Linked DNA regions of Mus musculus: region 1 is linked to region 2. Evidence: chromatin contacts called from public Hi-C data. All regions are on one chromosome and are shown on one strand. The core of a region is the stretch at or near the end of the contact, and the rest is flanking DNA. Distances in the headings are between cores, read along the strand shown.

What was found. Hi-C and Micro-C count contacts between places; a contact is called where the count stands out from the background.
Region 1: a Hi-C map of uterus shows a contact between it and region 2, with 3 times the contacts expected there. The contact joins two enhancer-like sites. A contact is called at or near these places in 4 of 484 Hi-C or Micro-C datasets (cerebral cortex, nephron progenitors, tail fibroblasts and 1 more).

The regions. Positions count from the first base shown.
Region 1 is chr3:134,628,403-134,633,891 of GRCm38.p6, forward strand. No RefSeq gene overlaps it. Among named protein-coding and RNA genes, the nearest start is that of Tacr3, 200 kb to the right of the region's middle. Within about 2 kb of position 1,934, at least 49 of the 459 cell types and tissues checked have an H3K27ac peak or open chromatin away from gene starts, as enhancers often do. A contact at or near this core is called in uterus, where this site is marked.
Region 2 is chr3:133,755,588-133,760,818 of GRCm38.p6, forward strand. No RefSeq gene overlaps it. Among named protein-coding and RNA genes, the nearest start is that of Gm6135, 33 kb to the right of the region's middle. Within about 2 kb of position 2,619, at least 62 of the 459 cell types and tissues checked have an H3K27ac peak or open chromatin away from gene starts, as enhancers often do. A contact at or near this core is called in uterus, where this site is marked.

The DNA of each region.
Region 1 (5,489 bases), core at 684-3,183, 870 kb after region 2:
AGGAGAGACAAAATGAAAGGAAAGAGAAGGAGAGAAGAAATGAAGGAGGAGGAAGGAAAAAAAGCTAAAAGGAACAACTGATGCTTCCCGTTCACATCCGGGATGTCTGTCGGCCAGCTCAGGATGTCTGTCGGCCAGCTCAGGATGATTCCCTAGTCCAGAGCACCAGGTATGACCAATCCCATGTTTAAATAGGCCTGCTCCAATCCAGGTCTCTGCTAAAGGAAAGAATAAAACACTAGGAGAGAAATGGATCCTGTGGCTGACAAAACCACAAATATGCCACACAATTTCTATGAGCTATTAAATATGTAAAATTAAAGGAGGGGAGAGAGGTGGTGTTATCAAATCCATTGTATACACAAAAGTGAAAATTTCAAGAAATATATTTTAAAAATTCTTCTAAAAGGCTTTCAATACAAGATGGACAAGATCCCCCCCCCCGTGTGTGTTTGTGTGTGTGTGTGTGTGTGTGTACTTTTTACTGTTTTATATTTTTGTTTTTTAAGAAAGGAAAAAGAACATAAAGTTGGATGATGGTGGGGAATCTGGGAAGAGTTGGGGGATGGGAAAAATATGATCAATATATATTACATTCTGATTTTTAAGAGATAAAATGAATTCTAATTCCGTATTCAACAAAAAAAAAAAATCTTCAGAAAGTGACCATTTTAAAATAACATTTTACCATTGAGAAGAAGACATTGAAGAAATGATGTATGTTTCGAAATATTTTGAATTTAAAGACCTTTCACATTACCTAGCTAGGAGGACAGACAAACCGTGATTTTTTTTTTAAACAAATATCCACATATCATTCCCGTCTTCCAGACCTGGAAATGGATTTTATAGCTTGAGAGCATGACAGAAACATCTTCTGCTGGATTTAAAGGCTGGCTTCATGGTCGCATGAAAGAAGATTAGGGTGGGTGTGGGGAGAAGCAGGGCTGGACTTCCGTTCAAACGCCTCAACTATAAAAGATGAGTCATTGCTGCGGGTTAGTCAAGCTGACCCTTAGTGTGAAGGAATTGCAAAATGAAAAATAAATAACTCCACTGACTTAGAATATATGCCATTTCAGGGAGAGGGAGAGAGAGAGAGAGAGAGAGAGAGAGAGAGAGAGAGAGAGAGAGAGAGAGAGAGAGAGAGAGAGAGAGAGAGAGAGAGAAAGAACAACCCTTTGTGTTTGCTCTGCTAGGAAAAAAGAAAGAAACTGTGTATCTCTTAAGTGATGACTGATTATTTACCTATGAACGAGGCCATCCGTATCTTTATAGCTGTAGCTAAACACTATGTCCCTGTCATCAGTCTCAGCAAATGGAACAGCAGAAGCCCCCACAGAAGCAAGGGTGCAAATCCCTTTATCTGTCTTTGATTATATCTAAACGGGATGGTTAATGGGCCTTGTGCTGAAGCTTCTAGTAAATTGGCCATTTGCTTTCACGAACACATTCTGGAATAGCTTCCAGGAAAAGCAGGCAAATGAATTAATATTTACCTCTGTAGCCATGATTTCCCCCCATAGCTCCTCTTCTTCCCCTTGAGAATTATAGGAGAAAACGAAGAGCAACGAGTGCCACGGAGCCGCGATCTTCCAGTGCCACCTAGTGCTGCTTTTATTTCTGAACTGCGCTGGCAATTTTTATTAATGGCTGAGTAATTCCAGATGTTTTTGACTTACAAGACTGAAAGCTACTCAATCTTTATTCCACATGGAATGCTTCTCAGTAATAATTTCTGCAAATAAGAAAATGAAGGAAACAACACCCGGGCATCATGGAAGTTTGAAAGGGAACCCAGGCAAGATATCTTTAACTTTGTTTTCTGAAAAGTTGCCTTTTACAATTCTGAGCTCTTCCCAGGGGAACACTTTCTCCCGCTGTCAGCATTCGGTGGTTGCTTGCAGTTCTTTGTCTCGGGTTGAGTCTCCTTGAGTGTAGGGTGATTCTTCCACACTGGGTGTCGATTCCTTCCACTTAGGGTGTGGATTTCTGTTGTCAGCGCTCAGGTCATGTTTGGGCAGACGAGGGAGGAAAATGACGTAATTACCATAATCCCAAGAATGTTTTAAAAAATCAAATCGCTACCAAAAACTCAAGAAAATAAAAGCCATTTCTTTGATCTAAAAAAATACAGTTTGATCTATGAAAATAGCTATCTTAGTTCTCTAATTTGACAGAGTCCACTAATATTTAATGATTTTACTACCCAACCATCAAATAGCACAGATGAGAAATGTGAAAAACTCTGGCTGGTTGGTTTTCTTCTCTATTAAAATGAGGTTTTTAACCCTGCAGCATGCTAACCTTTGTTGTAAGGACTTTCTTCTCCGTCCATCTGTGTAAGTTCTGCTGCGGCTGACACTTTGTTCATGGGAAAGGAAAAGTGAAAATAAACAGCCTTTGAATGCAGTAGATGTGTGTGCGTGTGTGTTATGTAGGGTATGCAAGACATGTGTGCTGTGTCTGTGTGATGTGTGAATGTGGAGTATGTATATGTGTTATGTGGGTGGTATGTGTGTGTACATGGTGTGTTGTGTGTGTGAATGGTTTAAATGTGTTGTTTGTGGTGAATGTATAGGTGTTATATGGTATGTAGTATCTATGGTGTGTATACATGTGTGGTATGTGTGGCGTATTATGTGATATGCATGTATGTTGTATGTGAGTGTATTATATGTGGCATGTGTATGTCTATGAGTGTGTGGTGAATATGTGTGTGTGTGTGTGTGTGTGTGTGTGTGTGTGTGTGTGTGCGTGCGCGCGCGCGCAATGGAAGCTAGAATTCACTGAACCTGGACTTCGTAGAAAGGCTAGGATGGCTAGCCAACAAAACTAAAGGATGCTTTTGGTCCTGCCTTCTTGGTGGGGGAATGTATGTGTCACTGTGCCAGGATTTATGTGGGTGGTGGAGTGGTCATGTTTGTGGAGTCAGAACTGCCAACTTCTCTCACTTTCCCAAGAAGCCTTCTCCCTATCTTTGATTGTTGTGGACATTGATAATGCTGTTGCACAAGAAACTCAGCTCCACCTTAGTTTGACAGCATTATCTATGCTGAATTGCAAAGATAAAGGCACTTCCATAGCTACAAGATCTCCAAGTTATAAATTCAAATTCCAGGGTCTACAAGCAGGATGTAAAATTTTGGTTTAACATGCTAGTTAAACATTAAACAAAGTAAAGCTTCTGTGTGAAATGCAAGTGTGGAATGATACTTTGCAAAAGTGGTAACTCTTGAATCCTGATTGACAGTATTTTGACAGCACATTTCATCCTGTCAAAACTGACTGTGATTCGTGATGGATCAACTGAAAGAAAAAAAGAAAGGAAGAAGAAAAGAAAAAAAGTGAAGAATACATGGTATTCTAAAATTGATAACAGCTTATCATTTCTTTTAAAATATTCTTTTAAAATTAATTTATATTTTACACTCCATATTCAGTTCCCCAACCCCCCATCCAACTCTCTAACTCCTCCACATCCCACACCCCCTCCCCACCCCCCTGTCTCTGTGTGGATGTCTCCAACCTCCAACCCACCTGACTTCTAAAATCCCTGGATCCTCCAGTCTCTTGAGGGTTAAGTGCATCATCTCTGACTGAACACAGACCCAGAAGTCCTCTACTGTATGTGTGTTGGGGGCTTCATATCAGCTTGTGTATGTTGTCTGGTTGTCCAGTGTTTGAAAGATCTCAGGGATCCACATTAATTGAGACTACTGTTCCTCCTACAGAATCAGTCTTCTCCTCAGCTTCTTTCAGCCTTCCCCAGTTCAACAACAGCTGCTTCTGTCCATTGGTTGGGTGCAAATAACTGCATCTGACTCTTTCAGCTGCTTGTTGGGTCTTTCAGAGGGCAGCCATGATAGTTCCCTTTTGTTCTCTCTCTCTCTCTCTCTCTCTCTCTCTCTCTCTCTCTCTCTCTCCCTCTCTCCCTCCCTCTCTCTCTCTCTCTCTCTCTCTCCCTCTCTCTCTCATTCCACACACAGTCAAGACACACACACACACACACACACACACACACACACGGCTCTGTGTGTATGTTCCATAAATGTAGAAAAATTTTACTGAGTTAGAAAGCATAATGGAAGAGATAGAGTCCCAGCTGGACATGATTTTCACCAAAAGAAGTTTTTGATACTGGGATTTGGTTACATATAATTGAGTTGTTGGCCAAAGTAACCCCCTATCATGGGAATCTCCAAAAATGAGGCTGTTGCCAAGACTATAAATTGCTTTCCATAAACTCACAGTAAGGCCCAATTGCTGAAGACAACACCTATACAACTCATTCAACATAAGGATGTCCTAAATAGAATTTAGTGCCTAAATAGAATTTTCATCCCTATGTTCCAGTGTCGTTGATACAAGAATGTACTCTGCACACTATCAAAAGAAAAATGTAAACAACAAGCCAGCCACATACCCTTTATCTAAATGGTTTACTATTTGCATGTTAGGGCAACAGTGAAACAAAGCTTGGGAATAAACCAGTATTGAATTTGTCTTGAGGCACACTCCATGAGATAGAACCCATACCCAACACTGCCTAGGTGACCAGGAACCTATAGAAGAACCAAGTAATACTGGTCTAAAAAATAAGAAAAGAAAAATATATAGTGATAAATGACTCCTATTTATATTCTGGTATATTCATAGTTCAGTGACTTGTTCAGCTATCAACAGAGACGCTTCTCTCTGCAGGAGATGTGAGCAAACATACAAGACCCACAGCTACATACTAAGCACAGAGTAAGAAATCTTGGAACACTCTGCCCTAAAGAGGTTGTCTGCATCACATCCCTCCCCCTCAGAGCTCAGAGAAAGAGAAAGCAGAAAGAGTATCAGAGTCAGAGGGAATAGAAGATGGCAAAAAATAAATAAAAATAAAAATAAAAAATGAATAAGGCCCTCAAAATCAACATGAGCAAAGCCCATATGTACTCACAGAACCTGAGGCAGTATGTGCAGGGTCTGCACCAGGTCCTCTGCAGTCACTTTATGGCTTCCAGTTTAGTGTTTTTATGGGATTCCTGCATATCTGAACAAGTAGGTCTCTGATTCTTCTGCTTTCTCTTGGGATCTTTTCCTTCTGTTGGTTTGTCTTGTCCAAATTGGATGTCATAGTTTTGTTTTTTTTTAAATATTATTATATTTTCTTTTGTTATATTTTTAAGTGGATGGATGGATGCATGCATGGATGAAAACCTAACCACTAGGGTAAAGATTAACAACTGAACTCTCACTTATACCTGCTGGGAGAAGGAATACCAGTGTTCACGAATAGAGCAGCACTGGATATATCAACCACTCTAGGATAGGCTTTCTGTTCAGGAACAGTGACAAACATATAAGGACTCTACGGGCGTGTGTGTGTGTGTGTGTGTGTGTGTGTGTGTGTGTGTGTGTTTATTTGGTAACAGTTTGGTGTTTTGTTTTGTTTTCCCTCTTGGTTGTTTTGGTGTGGGAAGATTTTCTTGTAGAACTAG
Region 2 (5,231 bases), core at 1,369-3,868:
TATGGGCCAAATAATATTCTTGGCATGTTTCATTAAATCCTGTCATTTTTATTTTATAGAGAAAGGAGCTGAGGCACAGGGTATCCAGAAAACAGGAAGTAGACCCTGAATCCATATTTTATGTACTAGGGCAGTTTGCTTTACAAAACTCCTTAGTTATTTTTGGATTCATTCAATAAGTAGCTCAGAAACACCACCACCTTAATGTCACTTTCTCTGCCAGCGTTCCTTACCCTTGTGAGTCCTGTGACTTCCTGACTGTCTTGTCCATGTGAAACAAATGCAAGGGCATCATCATCAGGAAACTGAAACACACATGGATCCAGAGGTGACAGTTTTCTCCACAGAGGATCAGGTGGTAACATAGTTTAGGCTTTGCATGCGCCATGGTCTCTGCCTGAGCTAGACAGAAAGTATCCAGAAACAGCATGTAAACAAATCATCACATCTATGTGCCAATGCAATCGAAATGATGGGAAGTGGATTTGGTGTATCTGGTCCATGGGCTGCCTGCTACAGAGCACGAGAAAAGCCAAAACTGTGGCTGCACGTGGCCTGTGTAGTACTTCTTGTTCATGTCTATGAGGCATCCCCCAAGGATACACAATCGGGCACAGAGACTTGTGAAGCACTTAGGGACTGAGGAAAAGGTTTGTGGAGAAGGTGAAGTGAGAGTGTCTCCTAAAGGATGGGGAATGCAGGTTCTCTTCAATCAGTGAAGAGTAGGGTACGCCCACAGAGTGCAGTAAACTCTGGAAACAGTTTATTTCTCTGGCCAAATGGAGAGTCACATACGCGTCATGCTTTTGCACACTACGAGCACGAAGAAGAGACAGCCATGGTGAAGAGTGAGCGTAGCAGGGACCCAGGCACTGTGTTGTCCGCCTCCAACACCCATGTTAAAAGATTTAACTAGTGGCTTTACTCTTTAGGCAGCTGCTAGTGCGCTAACAGAAAACAACCATCACACATTATTTGCTTCTGGAAGTTTCCTTGACTTCTTGATATTTTAGAAAATTATACCAAATCAGGTGAGAATTAGTTCTAACGACATTATTTTTCTTAGTATTTTTTTCTATATATACACCAAGGGGGTGCGGGGGAGAACAAAGCCCAGTTTTTTTGTTTTGTTTTGTTTTGCTTTGTTTTACATATTAAAACAAATACATTAAAGAAGGCACAAGTAGGGCTGATATTGTTGTGTCAGCTCTTTGATGCTCTTATTTCACGTTCTTCCTAGATTTTCCATAGAAAAGTGGGGAGAATCATTACAGAAGTGAGCCAGAGGGCCGTGATGAAGCCCGCACGAACTTTCCTCAGTGTCAGGCTCCGATGTCCTCCACTGTTTCCACTCTGTCTGTTTTGACTTTGTAGGGTCACTCCCTGAGATTTTGCCTTCTAATGTCCCTGTTTCCGTTTGATTACAAACCCTAACTGTGCTTTTTCCTCACAATATAATCTGGAGAATTGTGCTTCAGGTGTAAGGCATACTCTAGACGCTTAATTCTATGGTGCTAACCAAATGACCTCTTCATTCATTCATTCATTCATTCATTCATTCATTCATTCAGATCTATGTGGGCCAGTGGTTGTTCTGTATGTTATAAACTTAGAAGGAATGAAGATGGGGGATCTTTGGCTTATCTCTTTCGTTCCCATTTCCCCTAGGTTGCTACACTTTTAGGCATTCTGTAAAAACCCAATGTAAATGCTGTTTTTTCCATAAAACCTGCAGTTACATACTCATAAAACTGTTCCCACAGTCCTCTATATTCCCATGACAGTACTGCTTCGGTCTCTTTTTGGTTATTTTCCTATGTGATGGTGCATTATACTGTCTAGAATGTGGGCTTATGCAGGAGGGTGACTGTGTCATTTTAATCTCTCCTCGCTATCAAGCTCCATGTTGCTCTGTTCAACTGGCTCCTCTCTGGCCACATCTTTTCTGGGCCGTCCATCAGTTATTCCAGACACCTTGCCATGTCTTGTCTTTGTAATTGTCTCTTCTAGACATTTTTGGCCAGACCCCTTTCACACCTTTATTACTTAGCTCCTGCTAGGAGGCTTAAATTCTGCATAATGACCTAGAGAATGATTATATTTTATACTGAGCAAGTCCTTAATTAATCTATTTAACAAATAAGTGAAAATTTAAAGGAAATATGTTTAGTTCTTATTACTTCTATAGTAAGTTTGGGATGAGACTATAAATGCTGAGAGCCGCTGCTGGCATTAACAAAACTGTGGGGAAGGCACACAAACACAGACCTGGCAACTCCGCTGCACACATGAGGTAATGCAAGCTACCCCTGGTCACTCAGTCCTTCTGCTTCTGCACTCCTTGTTGGTATAGCAGCCCCCGCCCCCACCCCTCTTAAGCTAGGGGAGAACAGGAAAAACACAACTCTCAACTCAAGTTAGATCAGGAAGTTGTGTGGCAATTTCTGGAATGTCAAGAATAAAAATAAGGAAGCAAGAATTAATCCTGCTAGCCTCGAATGAGAAGCTGTCACCGAGAAAGCTGTAACTTTCTAAATGAATCTAACACCTCTGAAACTCCCCCAACTATGCCAAGTGTTTACATGTTCTCTCAGAATGTGGCATCTACAGCGAGTGGTTTTGGTCGCGAAGCACACCATCTGCGTGATTACCCAGCCCTTGCGAAGAGTACTCTGAACTCAGCAGTTGTACAACAGACGCATTTAAAATATACAGTGTTCCCACTCCCATAGTTCAGAGCGGGTGTTAGAAAACAACCAGCCTCCTGGAGAACTCAGACTGCATCTGATGTTCTTCCAGACACCTTTCTGCCACCCTGCATGTAGTTCTGGAAGATAGCATTATCATAAGAGATTTACAGACCAAAGCACAGGTCAGCCTGACCTCCGGGCCATCATCAGCTGCAGTCACAGTCATTAGTGAGTCAATTGGTGTGAGAAGTGAAGTCAGATCGCTCCTCAGCTGTCATCCAAGGGGAGGTCTGTGTTGTCGGAGGAAAAACACACCCATAGCAGTCAGAGGGTGAATACTCCAGAGAAGGGACTAAGAGGACTTTCACTGTTAGTCAGCCGTGCCACCCACATAGTTCTCTTGAAAAATAACTTTAGGCTGTAGTTGCTGATGAAGTGCCAGAATCAAGACTGAAAAACTAGGAAGCTACTTTTGCAGTGACATTGGTGACTGCAGACCCACAGTTGTGAAAGAGGGACATCAAAGAGAACTCTTTAAAAAAAATGTGATAACGATGCTAAAGCAGAGCTCTCCACATTGATGGCTTCTGGCTGGGATCTGGGTAGGGAAGGACACAGTTTTCTTTAAGGGGCTGACCATTGGGAGTTTTATCATGCTCCAGTGAGTATACTGGCAACACAATTGAACTTGGTTTTGGTTTTGTTTGTTTTGCTTCTCCTCTTCCTTATCTTCCTCCTCCTCTTCCTCCTCTTCTTCTTCCTCCCTCATGTCAGTAAGAAAAATAAGAAAAATATCATAGTTTTCTTAACTCACACTAGGTCAGACACCAGCAACAAGTTTTGGGTGTGAAAAGTAAAAGTAATAATTAGAGAAAAAAAAGTCTTATGAGTACAAAATCAAAAGCAAACCAAAACCCCTAAATATACTAAAGATATGCACTGGATCTGGGAGCTGTTTCTTGGGCATAATAGACTCTACCTGTTCCAAATGGGCAGGGCACAAATAGAGCAGTCCTTCTCTAGCCATGGCTTTCAGTCTTAATATGTAAGTCACATGAGTCCATGATCATTAGTACATTTTAACCAAATTGTGTGTTATATGGACAGGATCTCTATATGAAAGATTTGGACAGGAAGTCCATACCCTAGAGTGACTTTGTCTTGGAGAGTCAGTTTAAGGACTGTGTTTGCTAGTTAGTAAATGAATGTTAAAGTCATATTTAACATAATGTAATATAATAACATTCCAGATTTGCAGCATGTGACATCACAGGCCAGGACTGTCTGGGAGAGCAGTAGAACTGGCTTTTCTGAGGCTGGCTCACAGAACACAGAGAGAAGCTGAAGGCTCAAGCTGGAGGGAGGTGAGAGTCTCATGTTCAGTGGAACTGGTGACATCTGAGAAACAAAAGAGAAAAGATGTTTGGGATTTTATACTTAGGAATTTGGGCGATTGAGTTTTGATTCTCAGTGAAACAATACTTGGTGGAATGTTTAATTACATCCAGGTTGCCCTGTGATCCAAAGGGCTTCTGGGTACACTTTCTCAGAAACTGAGATCAAATCTTGGAACAATTTGAAAGTTTATTTAGGCATTTGGGGGAAATTTCATCAACATTCAGCATTTCCAAGTTAATTAAATCAGTTTCTGAAAACAAGCAGGAAAGAAAAGGTTTGGGTTTTTTCCTTCTTCATGTCTGCGTGTCAGCATAGCTTAGGGACCCACCTAGCCACTGCAGCAATGCATCCCAGCAGGTTTGATGTTTCCCCTGTGCAGATCTTGTACTGGATAATGATCAACACCCATCATTTAATCTCATGATTAAAACAGCCACAATCAATATTAAGAAGAGGGTAAAGGAACATTGCTAAAAGTAGAAGAAAGGTATCCAGGACCTGGTGTGTGTGTGTGTGTGTGTGTGTGTGTGTGTGTGTGTGTGTGTGTGTGTGTGCATAATTCTTTCAGCTTTCATCAAATGGAAGATGTTTACAATGGCAAAGGCAATATAAAGTCAAAGACACAGAAGATACAAAGTATCAATTGTTAGGAAATTTTGACTAGTACTTATGGTATGGGAATAGAAGTTCCAGACAGCTTTGCTGACTAAGATTCTGACAGAATGCTTTTTTTTTTTTTTTTACCATGTTGTGGTTTCTGCTTTTGATGAGTGTTTTGGCAGAATTCTGTCAAGTACTGCATGCTAATTAATGTAGCTTAGTAGGAGGCAGTACCATAATTCTACCTACGATGAGAAAGAGTCATAACACAATGTGTTTTTGAGTATCATTTGGAAAACTTAATAATGAGATGGTTTGCAATACAATTAAAATTTAAGATGTTGTTTTTGGAAAAATTCATACTAATAATAAATTACAAAATTTTCTTGAGGTTTGAAAAACTTTTAAAAAAAATACCAGAATTTTCCTTATCTCATGTTCATGACATAGTTAATGAGACTAATGTTTTGGTGAGGAAGAAGTTGGGATATAAAGTGTATGAGATTTTTATAATGTTGTTTAAGCCGAAGGCAGAAATAAAGA